Linked DNA regions of Sminthopsis crassicaudata: region 2 is linked to region 1. Evidence: chromatin contacts called from public Hi-C data. All regions are on one chromosome and are shown on one strand. The core of a region is the stretch at or near the end of the contact, and the rest is flanking DNA. Distances in the headings are between cores, read along the strand shown. Region 1 holds the start of SIK3 (SIK family kinase 3). Region 2 holds the start of ZPR1 (ZPR1 zinc finger).

Evidence for each region. Hi-C and Micro-C count contacts between places; a contact is called where the count stands out from the background.
Region 2: a Hi-C map of hippocampus shows a contact between it and region 1, with 3 times the contacts expected there. The contact joins the promoter of ZPR1 here to the promoter of SIK3 in region 1. A contact is called at or near these places in 2 of 2 Hi-C or Micro-C datasets (fibroblasts and hippocampus).

What each region holds. Positions count from the first base shown.
Region 1 is chr3:517,741,974-517,748,105 of ASM4859323v1, reverse strand. It overlaps SIK3 (SIK family kinase 3), which reads right to left and starts at 2,747. Exons shown (of 24, transcript XM_074304183.1): 1 at 2,453-2,747. The coding sequence starts at 2,722.
Region 2 is chr3:518,079,795-518,085,353 of ASM4859323v1, reverse strand. It overlaps ZPR1 (ZPR1 zinc finger), which reads right to left and starts at 4,308. Exons shown (of 15, transcript XM_074304193.1): 1 at 4,224-4,308; 2 at 2,604-3,017; 3 at 546-707; 4 at 186-276; 5 at 1-10. The coding sequence starts at 2,795.

The DNA of each region.
Region 1 (6,132 bases), core at 1,498-3,997:
CAAAGACAAGGGAAGAACGATGGAAAAAATAATAATACTGGAAAATGAGAAAGCAAGAAGATAAATGATTACTGACCTCCAATTTTGCTGATTGCTTAAGATAGAAATGCTCATTATCAAAAAGAATCAAATATCTGCAATTATGTTTATGACACTAATTTAGTCAATATTTAGGGAATCAAAAGCTAGGAGATAAAAAATTCTTTAAATCACAGATATTATAAAATAAATTAGTTCAAAGAGTTTATCCCACAAGAGCCAACAGAATACAAAATGATCAGTTAACAGTGAAAAAAGGTAATTCTAAAACAAGATAACTAGGCATGAACTGCTAAAATTATTTGTGCTAGTGGTAAAAGAGACTGGTGAGTTTAATTGACCTAGGCTGCAATTCAAGCAAACCCTCAATTTAGGGAAACAGTTGTAGGATTTCATTTTACTCTGATCTCAAGGGCCAAGGATGAAAACTAAGAAAAAGTTTGAAGGGAGTCCCCTAGAGGAAGTGAAACTGACCAATCAATTCTCTCCCAGCTATACACCCAGGAGAGGAAGGGCTCTTGTATTCTTTGACAGGAAAAAGAAAAAAAAAAAAGGAACTTCAAGGTTGCAAGGGAGCTAGAGAAAAAAGGCCCAGATAAACCACTAATTCCTGAAAATAAATGTCTTCACTACAATAATAAGCAGAGAGAGAAGATAAGTGAAAAAAGAATCTAAGGGAATGAGGGAAAACTAAAAAACGAGGTTTTGGCAGAAGAGTCAGTAACCATGGGGGTTCGAATCAAGTCACAAGTTAAAGTGGAGAAAAATAAACAGAATGACTGTGTATATTCTAAAGCCCATTAGTAGTCGGAAAATTTGGACTCTTGGTTCTATCAGCTATATGACCTTAGGCAAATCACGTGGGTTTCTTTGGGTCCCATCCCCCCCCCAATGACTCAGTTGGCCTGGATTAGTGATTTTTAACCTTTTTTGTGTATCATGAACTTCTTTGTCAGCCTGCACTTTCTTAGAATGCTCTTAAATGTATAACATCAAATACACTGCTTATAAGAGAAACCAATGATACCGAAATGATTCTCAATATATTAAAAGTTTTAAGTTCAAAGATTTCCTGAAATCAATCCCACAGATCCCATGGGGTTTCAGGGACCCAAGGATTGGAACTTCTGGTGAAATTATCTGCAGCAGAAAATTCAAGTGAGAATGACCCAAGAAAATAAGGACCTAAGAGACTGAGAATCTCAGAGAAAAACAACAGGCTGTTTCCTGGCAACAGAAAAGATGGGAGTTTGTAAGCTCTATCAAATTCAAAAAAATCCACCTGATTTCAAATTCAAACAATGCCCAAGAGAGGAGGCTGCAGGAAGGTGCTGCTCCTCCTTTCTCCAAAAGAGAAATGGGGGGGGGGGGGGAAGAGGGAACCAACATCCACCTGGGGGAGGTGAAACCCGCAACACTGATACCCCTGTTCCAACAAACTCCCCACTGCCTTGGTGAAAGGCTACTTCCCTACTGATGCGCACCCCAACCCCAACGCTTAACCCCAGGTTTCCTTTTCCCTTGCCCTGGAAGAACCTCTCCTCAAATTCCGCCGCTATCTTCCCAGGCACTATCTCCTTGAGAAATCAAGACTCACGGAGTGCCATGTCCACATTCCCTATCTCTGGGTCCTTCAGGAAGTGGTCGCCCCCTTTCCAGACCCGTACAGGCAGGTACGGCGCTCTCTCCTCCGTGAATCTAACCCCCCACCCCGTGCCCGACACCCTGACATTCTGGGTCACCTCGAACCTCTTAGCCCTGGATCCGACCCCACTGATGACACCCCAAGTCCAGGGTCAATCTGTTCGCCAATTACCCAGAGTGGGTCCGATCCCCTGCTTCCCACCGCTCCATCACAACGGGGCAGGGGGCGCTGAGCCTCGGTCTCCCACGCCAAGCGCTTTTCAGGCTGGGATGACCCCTCTACGGCCCCCGCGCCCCCGTCAGGGGCATCTCCCCGTTTCCTGAAAGACCATCCCGCGGTCCTCATCTCCTCCCAGCCCCGGGCACCGGGTGGTCCTCCGGCCCCCGCCAGCAGGGGCTGCCGGGCTCCCGGGCGTCAGCAGCTCCCGGGGCTCCCCGCGGACGCGTCCGCCGGCCCCCCGGGCTTCCCCGCTTCCTGGTCCCCAGTGACTTCCCCTCGCTTTTCTGCAGCCGGTGTCTCTCTCCCCGTCTCGCCCGCCCCCACCTCCCAGGCGCGAGCGCTCCCGCTGCCCCGGGTCGGCGCCTGCCCTTCACACCTCTGGCCTCTCGCCCCGTCCCCCGTGCCCGCTGCCCCCCGCCCCGGGGCGAGAGCGCCCCTGCCCCCGCCGGCTCCTCGCCGCTCCCCCTGGCTCCGCCGACGCAGGCTAGCCGGCAGCTCCCGCCGGCCCGGCCCGGCTGCACGCCCGCACAGCCCCGCGCCGCTCACTACCTTGGCCTTGGTGACGAGGTGCGTGGCCCGCTTGACCACGGCGAAGTTGCCCTTGCCGATGGTGCGGTCGATCTCGTAGTAGCCGATACGGGCTGGCATCGGCCCGCGGGGGGCCGGGGCTGGGGGGCGCGGGGTGCCGGCAGAGGGCACCGGGGCGGGCGCAGCCGGGGGTCCGGCAGCTGGCGGGGGCAGCAGACGAGCGGCCGGACCGACTCCCCCGGCCCCGGCCCCAGCAGCCCCGCCAGCTCCGCTTGCCGCCGCCGCCGCCATCTTGTTGTGCAGAGAAACCTCCGGGACCGCGGGGAGCCGGGAGGGGGGCAGGGGGGCGGGAAAGGAGGGGGAAGCGGGGAATACGTCACTGGGTAGGCGGGGCTCCCGCGCCGCCCGGCGCCCAGCGCCATGGCAACCGTTCGTCACGTGCCGATTCGCGTCACTGCCCGGAGCCATGGCAACCGTGACGTCATCGGTGCGCTCTGCCTCCCCGCGTGGGCCCAGGTTTGCTGGGCGCCGGCTCCCAAGCGCCCTCCTCTGGGGCCCAGGCTGCGGCTACCCGGAGCGTGCCAGCCAAGTTCCAGTTACAGTTCGCTCTGTCCACGTGACTCGTCTTCTCCAAAAGACCTCCCTCACTCCCTCCCCGACCTCACCACGCTTCCAGAAATCATCCCCGTGTTTGACACTGGTTCCCACCCTCTCCTCCACGTGTGCCCTAGATTTCACGGGGACCCTGCCGGGGCGTCTCAGAGTGATGTTTAGCCCGGCCCACCATCGGCGGGGTTACCCACCTCGGCCACTGCACCAGCTGTGTGACGGGGCAACTTGTTTCAGCGCTGCGGCCTCAGTTTCCTCATCAGTAAAATAAAACCCGCGGAGGAGATGACCTCTAAGTTCCCTTCCTGTTCTAAAAATTCTGTTTCTCCTCCAGTGACTCACGACCCACTCACCACTTAACCCCTCTGCAATCTCACACCGCCCCCACCTCTCTCCAGAAACTGCTTGCTGTGAGGTCACCGGTGACCTCATTGCCAAATCCAATTAATTACCTTTTCTCAGTGAGCAGCATGGTGTAATGGAAGGGCTCGGTCACTTCACCGGCTTTGTGACCTTGGAAAAGTAACTGCCTCTCCTCACAGCCTGTTTCTTCATTCATTTGGAATCTATTTAATTTCCTTTCATTCACCTCTGAAATACTTATCTCTTACTCCCTTTAACTGCTCCTTTTCCTTCTCCTGACCCCTAATGAGTGTGCTCTCCCAAAACCCTCCTCCCCTTCCGGGATTTTATTTGCGTACAGATTTCAGTTACACTTTTGGGGTGTACATCACTCCGCCTTTGTCTATAGTCTAATCTTTTCTGCAGTACCTCGCGTTTTCTACCAGCACCTCAGATTCAGAACCCAGAACCAAAGGCGCCCCCTTTCCTATACAACTACCTCCTTTTAACAGTCTGGGGAGACTCCAAACCAGCGCCTTACCAGCCACCGCTTAGCAGATGCTGTGTTACCTCTTCTGTGCACCTCACCTCCCGTTTCCTTTGTCCATTACCGCTGTCTGACCAGACTAGGCCCTCATCACCTCTCACCCAAGCTGTCACAGCTGGCCTCCCTGCAATGTTCGCTTCCTTCAGGTCATCCTGCACCCAGAGCGAGACTTACACGTTCCAAGGTGCTCTATTCAGACCTGCTCCTGTTCCAGCAAGTTTGTAACTCATTTTCCTGAATCCGGCCTCAGACATTGACATGCTGGGTGACTGACAAATCACAGTTCTATTTGCCTCAGCTGCAAAGAGAGCTGGAGAAGGAGACGGCCTATCACTGCAGCGCTAAGAAAGCTGCAAACAGGGTCACAGGAGAATCAGACAAGGCTGAAATCAGCTCCATGGGGAAATGAGATTGTGAGACCTGACCTAGGAGCAGCAGCCCATTGACCATCCAAGAACAGAGAGCCTGCAACTAGTGATGGTCCCTGAGCAGAGGATGGCTCTGGTCATTAGGATCCCAGGGTACCATGGGAGAGAAAGAAGCAACAAGCTTCTGTGGTCAAGTTAGACCTCTGAGAACAGTCTCCTGGGAGGTTCTGGCAGCTCCACCTGCTGCTCCTTTTCTTCCTCCTCCTCCTCCTTTTCCTCTTCTTTTTCTCCTCTTCTCTTCTGCTGTTCCTCCTCCTCCTTCTCTCTGTCATACCTATTCACTGAATAAGCACAAAACTAGACTACCCTCTGGCATTTCCTGCTGCGTTTACCAATCCCTACCTTAATTTTATTTCTTTTCTAAAGTTTAGCTTCTAAATGCTCTGACGTCAGGTTTCTGATTTCATCATGCAAATGAAACCACCCTCTCTTTCCAAAGTTAACCAAGGCCTCTTAATCGCCAGATCCTGAGTTCCCAACCTTCTTGTTCACTTTGTAACATCTGACATGAATTATCTTTTTATTCCTGTGCATTCTCTCATCTCTAGGTTTCCCTCCAGTTCTTCTTCCTTCTATCTGATGCTCCTTCACTGGATTTCCATCTGTCAAGCCCATTGTGGGCATCCCCCAAGCTTCTGTCTTGGGTCCTCTTTTTTTTTTTTTCCTGTGCTCTCTCACTTGGTGATCACATTAATTCCATGGATTCAATTATTATTTCTAAGCAGAGGATTTTCAGATCTGTATATCTAGTCCTAGTTTCTCTTTTAAATTATAATCCCACATTATCAAGTGCCTTATTGGTATTTCAAACTGGATATCTATAGGCATTTCAAACTCCATGTGTCCAAAATAAAACTCATTCTCTTTCTCACAAAACCCAGTTTTCTTCCAAACATCCCTGTTACTAGCGAGAGCATCATCATCCTTCTAGGCCTCAGGCTCACAATCATCATTCTTAACCCCTCATTCATTTCCAATTAGGTGCCAAAATATATAATTTCTTTCTTAAAACCCTCCTCTTTCGTCCTCTTCGCTCTACTCATATAGCATGGCCTTGATTGAGGCCATTATTAATTCTCACCTAGAGTGTGGAAATGTCCATCTAATTCAAGTCTTCTCTACTTCAATCCATCCTGCACAGAGATGATGAAATCAGTTTCCTAAAGCATATATATGACCTTCTCTTCCACCAGTAACCTCCAGTGGCTTCCCATTAGGTAATCCTTAAGTTAAATTTATAGAAGCTTTTCACAACCCAACCCCTCCCTATATTTCTTCTTACTCATTACTCCCCTGCATGAACTGTACAGTTCAGCCATATTAACCAACTCACTGTTTCTTACACTCATGGCTCCATTTCCCATCTCCATGACTTTGGACTGTGGGTGTCCCATTCCTTGAATTCCCTCTCTCCTAACCTCTGTCCTTTAAAATTCTTAGCTTCCTTTAAGATTCAGCTCAGGCAAGTGACCTTTCCTTGTTCTCTCTCACTCCTAGTTGCTAGTGCCTTTTCACTAAGGCTGGATTCTGTTTGTATGTGCCAACTTATGCATATATGAAGTGCAAGACTTTTCACATAGTATTCCTAGCTCACATGGCTACATGGATGGAGTGCCAGGCCTGAATCAGGAAGATTCATCTTTCTGAGTTCAAATATGGTCTCAGACACACACTAGCTATGTGACCTTGAGCAAGTCATTTGACCCTGTTTGCTTCAGTTTGCTCATCTGTATTATGAGCTGGAAAATGAAATGGTAAAACACTCCAGTATCTTT
Region 2 (5,559 bases), core at 3,059-5,558, 340 kb before region 1:
GTGGTCAGAGCTGATGAAAAACATCAAAGGAGGAAATGTCAGCTATCTTGGATTTCATTGCCCACCTAAGCATTCCATTCACCAACAAAGTTCAATGCTGACCACAGAAGGAACTGACAATATACTAAGAAAAAATTGATGTATATTTTCTTTGTTTGGGATAGTCCCAATACACTCAGACTTACCTCCTTTTTGGCTGAAAGCAGGAATCTCAAAGTCTAACTCTGGGATCCTTGCCGTGGCACAATCTGTTTTTACCACCTCTCGGTTCATGTCCTGAGCATAAAGATAAGGTCGCAGACCGTAACTAACAGCAACATTGCCTCTCCCCCCAGACCCAAAGATGGGGAGCTACAATTTGATTCCTACAGTTTTCATTTCAATTAATGTAACAGCTTCAGAAGAGAATTTAGCAGAAAATAGGATGATCTAATACAATGAACACTTAGCTGTTGAGATGGTGGTATAGGAAGGGTATGCTGTCAAGGGCCTTTCTAGAATAAATAATGCTCAGCATGAACACCTGCCCTCCCCTCCCAACTTACCTCAGGGACCCTGACAGACAAGGTATAGCGCACACCCTGTTCCTGGATCCTGCCTGCAGACTGAATCTCTGTGTTGGACCAGCCACAATGTTCACAGGAGAAAGAGCTCACAATGATCTCTTTGAAGAAGGGAATCTTGGTTAGCAGAAGGCGAGTTATCCCCTAGATGGATCAGACCCCAGACAAAAAAAACAGTGAGGCTCCTTCCCCAAAATTTCCTATCCCCACATATCTCCAGACTGGACCCCAGGAGCAAGTCCTCAGAATCATCTCCCACCTCACTCCCCAATGTCTTCTAAAATTTCTAGTTTCTTTCCTATCTTAAAAAGAGGTATTTAAACCCTACCATTCCCTTGAGCTATGCAAAAGTCGGGTAAAAAAGAAAGATCTCCGATCATCAATTCTACCCATCTGTCTCTTTTCAACCCCTTGCAATCTGGCTTGTGACTCCAAGTCTGAAACTTCTCTCCAAAATCCTTTTTTCTACTAAATCTAATGGCCCTTTTTTACTGCTCATCTAACCTGAACTGTCTGCAATATCTGAACGTATTTACAACCACATCTTCAATAGACTCTCCCCTGCCTGTCCAGCCTGTCCTTTTCAGATTCTCTGCCCCTAACTTGGCAGAACACTAATCTCTAACCACTTTCCTCACCTGTAAAATGAAAATGAGAAAGATGTAAGAATGGGTCTCCAAACTTCTATCCTGGGCCCCCTTCACTCACTGAACATTCCTCCTCAGTCATCTTATTGGCTTTCACAGATTAAACTACAACCCCATTGCAGATGACTCCGAATCCATGTTTCCAGCCCTCGTCTCTCTCCTGAACTCAAGTCCAGAATCTCCACCTCAATGCCTCAAATCTGATTGCCAAACCCATTCTCTTTCCTAATAAACCCACTTCTCCTCTAGCTTGGGAGTTATCTTTCATCCTCAACTCCTTTCTCTCACCACACACATGCCTCACATCTAGTTTTCTTACTCTTCTCAATTCTGTCTCCACAACACTTCACATCCTTTCCTTTCTCCACCCACAATACAAATACCCTAGTTTTTAGGTCTCCATAGCCTCTTGCCCAGACTCTCAAAACAGCCTCTTAATTGGTCTTCATGCCTTTTTTCTCCAATCCATACTCCGTACAACTGGAAAATGAATATTCTTAAAGCACAGATCAACTGTATCACTTTCCAAGAAGCTCCAAGATTCTACAATCTTTAAACTAGGGTTCCCAGTTATCTCCCCCTCCCCCCAAGAAAAGTACCTAGGATTTTATTATGAATAGATTTCAGGGAGTACATGAAGCTGAATGAAGATCTCCAATTTGAAATTAAGCATTTCCTTCAATTATGACAGTAATTCTAGTATGACCAGTACCTGTGACTGTCACCGATAAAAGTCACAGATATTTTCATGCCCCATCACATTGTATTCAGATCCCAAAATAATGTTTGTGCCAATTACTGGTTACTACACACTATTAAAGTGACTGCCGGCTTCCTATTCACAAACTGCGCTTCCTTGGTGGTCCCACATGTTTTACATTGGACGTTTAAAACCTCTATTCTGAGGAGCCCACTGGTCTTATGAGTGCCGAAGAAAAGCTGACACAAAACAATAAAATTCAAATTCCGGTTAGGAATTTTGATCTCAACATCTGGGTGGAGACCATCTTTCCAGGATGAGAATCCATCATTCTCCCTCAAACACTTTTTCGCCAGCCAAACTCACCACCCCGACTCTCAGCATTCCTGGCTCCCCCCTCCCGAGAGCCGCTTCCTGACGGAAGAGACCGTTCCAGACGCCCCGGTTGGGGTGTTCCCCTCCACCCGAAAGCTTTTGAACTTGCTTGACAGAACCCAGTGTTTACTTGGAGAGGTTATATTTCCTTAGCTGTCACCGCACGTAGCACACAGCAAGCGCTTAATAAATGCACCTGCGGCTGTCCCCTTCTATCAACACCCAGACCCTCGGCTACTACAAAAGCAGTCCCGGCGCGTCTGAAGGAATCTGGCTCATCAAAGTCTGGCCCCGGCCGTCCCCAGCCCCCGGCCTTACGTTGCCATAACAATTCATGCACAGGGACTCGATCTCCGTAGGCTGCTGCTCCTCGTCCTCAGCGCTGATGGGATGGAAGAGATTCCCGGAAGCGAGGGCGGGGCCCCCGGGAGGCCCGGAGGCGGCGGCTGTGGCGGACCCCGGCCCTACCCCGGCCGCGACACCAGGATCCAGCGCCCGGAGAGCCGACATCGCCACCACGTTAGTTCCAGCCGCCTCCGCTTCCGGCTTCCGCTCCGTAGGCGCGGCCACACCTCCCTTTCATAGAAACTTCCGGCGTGTGAAGATTACTGCCCCGTCTTAAAGGGCCCGCTGGAATATAAAAGCTTTTGGAGAGACGGGAGAAAATACGCATATCCGCCGGAAGTGACTGAGAAAATGCATATACCTGCCGGAAGTGCCTGTAAAGAGACGCTAAGGAAAGAAGGGAGGAGGCTAATGGTAGCTCCGCCCATGCTGCGTCGAGATCTAGGCATTTCCCCTCCCACTAAGTTTTTCCCGGGTCTGTTCGACTGTGCTTGCAGTCTTAGGCACCCCATACACACACACTTCCAAGTTAGAGTGGGAGTCCTCCTTTCCTCGTGAACCCTTCCTTCCAGATTTTCCAGAGGCTGCCTTTGCGCCGAAGCCCCAGGCCCGGGCTATATTTCCCGGGCTTCCTGGTGCCCGCGCGGGGCCCGGAGGGAGAAGCGGCCTCTCTTTCGGGGCCGGCGGCCGCAGCCGCCCGCCTCTCCCTCTTGGTTTCCCAGTCTGACCTCGGACCTCCGCCCATAACTGAGTCCCCTGGCCGGGGGTCCCCGCTGCTCGCAGTTCGGGCTGTTCCCTCTGGGCATTACTGCAGGGAAGAGAGGGGCGGGTGTAAAACCGGGAAGAGCCGCCTTCGGATGCTCCCTCACTTCTTCCCTCTGCCGAGAATGGAGATAACGGAAGCTCCCGGCGTCCCGGGAGGTCCGGACCCCCGCTGCCCTTCACCGCACTGCTAATCCTTCACATGGTCCCCCACTCGTCCGCCCCTCCAGTCACTCTTGCTCCCCCAGCCCCAGGAGACAGCGGGCACAGTGTCAGCACCCCCGGACAGCACCTTCCCGGCCCGGTGCCCCGCCCATTTTCCGGGCTTCCTTCTTTCCCGGAGCTTTCTTCTTCCTCCTTGGAAAACAAACCCACAAGCCCCTCCTCCCCGTCAGCCCGAGCCGGCTCCTTCCGTAGGGGTCTGCCGTCCACCGCGGCCCAACCTCAGCTCCTCCCCAGCCAGCCTCCCTGAGGAAGGGCCCCAACTCCGACACTCCCAGAGGGAGGAAATCCGCCTCGGACAGGGGCCGCCCGCCCCAGGGGACCAGACAAGCCGCTCCATTCTGTTCCCCGGGCAAAAAGGATCCCAAGCCTAGCCAATTAAAGGAACTCGTTCAGTCCACTCAAATTCCGGCTCGCCGATGCCCAGCTGGTGCAGGAGCCAGCCCGGGACTCCCCCTCAGCTGGTGGCCAAAGCGCCGGTTACAGAGAGCCAGCGGAGCACCCTCTCCCTGCAGAGGGCTAACAGGCCAGGCCAAGGAGCCCGCTGGGTAATACAGTGCCGCCCCCTCTACCCTAACCAGACCTCGTGCCTCTGTCAGGACTTCTAACCTTACTCCCAAACCTCCAATAAACCTCTTTTATCAATCCAGGTTTCCGGGTCTGTAAATTCCTTTACAGGGACTCTGCGCCGCCAGAAGGGGGCTCCCCAAACTCCCTGCCATGTGCCGAATCCCGAGGGGTGCAGGGGAGCTGAACCCCGAACCTGCCACTAGACCTCATCATCTAACTCCCTGACCACCGGGAAACCTCATCTCATTTGGTCCCTAAATCTAGACCTTATCATCGCTACAAAAGGGAGCCCCCAAACCTAAACCTCATCATAGTTTTGGTTCCCTGACCAAACAGGACCCAGAGCCAGACATCACTGGCGACTGAACCGAACCCAAAAGCTCTGGGCGAGGTAAAAAAGCCTTTTCTCTAGCTTGCAGAATTCCTTTATGGGGACCCCTGTGGTCTCTCTCTCTAGGTTTGCTTTCCACCCTACAGCCGGTCTCTGACAAATTCCTCCTGGCTCAGGGAGCACTCCCTCCTGCTCTCCTCCTGCAGAGAAGGGCGGGGTGCCAGTGTGTGGGGACCCCGGCTAGAGGCGGCCGAGGAGCTATTGAACCGAGGACACCAAAGCTTTTTTTCCTAGAAAGTCAAGCACCTCAGTCTTTCTGGCGAAGGCTGACTTGACGGTTGGCTCAGGTAAGCCCCCACCCTTCTACAGCAGGGAGAGACAGCTGGACACCCGGGGCATGGTGGAAGCTGTCTGGAGCTTCCCCACTCAGCCTGGGGAGCTCGGGGCATAAAATCCTGCAAACTGACAAAAATTAAAGTTGTCCTCATATCTTTCTCTCTCTTCGGGACACATAGAGAATGAAAAAGCCATAGAGTTGGAAAGCTTGGGGCTTGGGGCCTGCTCCTCTCCCCTTTAGGCTGCCTCTTAGAAAAGCAGAGACTCTCGGCTTGAGAAAAAACCTCAAAACTTGAACCCTGATTAGGTTAGCTGAGAGGGTCCCAATCTCCCCCCAACTCCCTGGAGTCCAAGGAGCCCTGGAAGGAGCTTCTTCGCCTCTCAGTGCACCAGCAGCCAAGACACAGCCGGTCCCCCCAGCCTTTTCGGGGTCAAGGCCAATATACTACCGCCCAAACTGGAGGAGCCCATTTTCAGCCCTCGATGTTTCTCCCACTCTGCTGTTAGGAACAGCTCTTGGTTTTTTTAACTCTCTCACCTGAACTAAAAGCTGAGGCTCCCAGCTCTTTTCTTCTCAGGGCAACTTCGGCCTCCCGGGAAAGACGCTCAGAGCAGAGGTGCCTTTTAATGCAAATCCCTCCCAGACTTAGGTGGGGAACCCCGGAGGTTCGCTCGTGCTCTAGGTGTCCCGGAAACTATCCGAGGAGA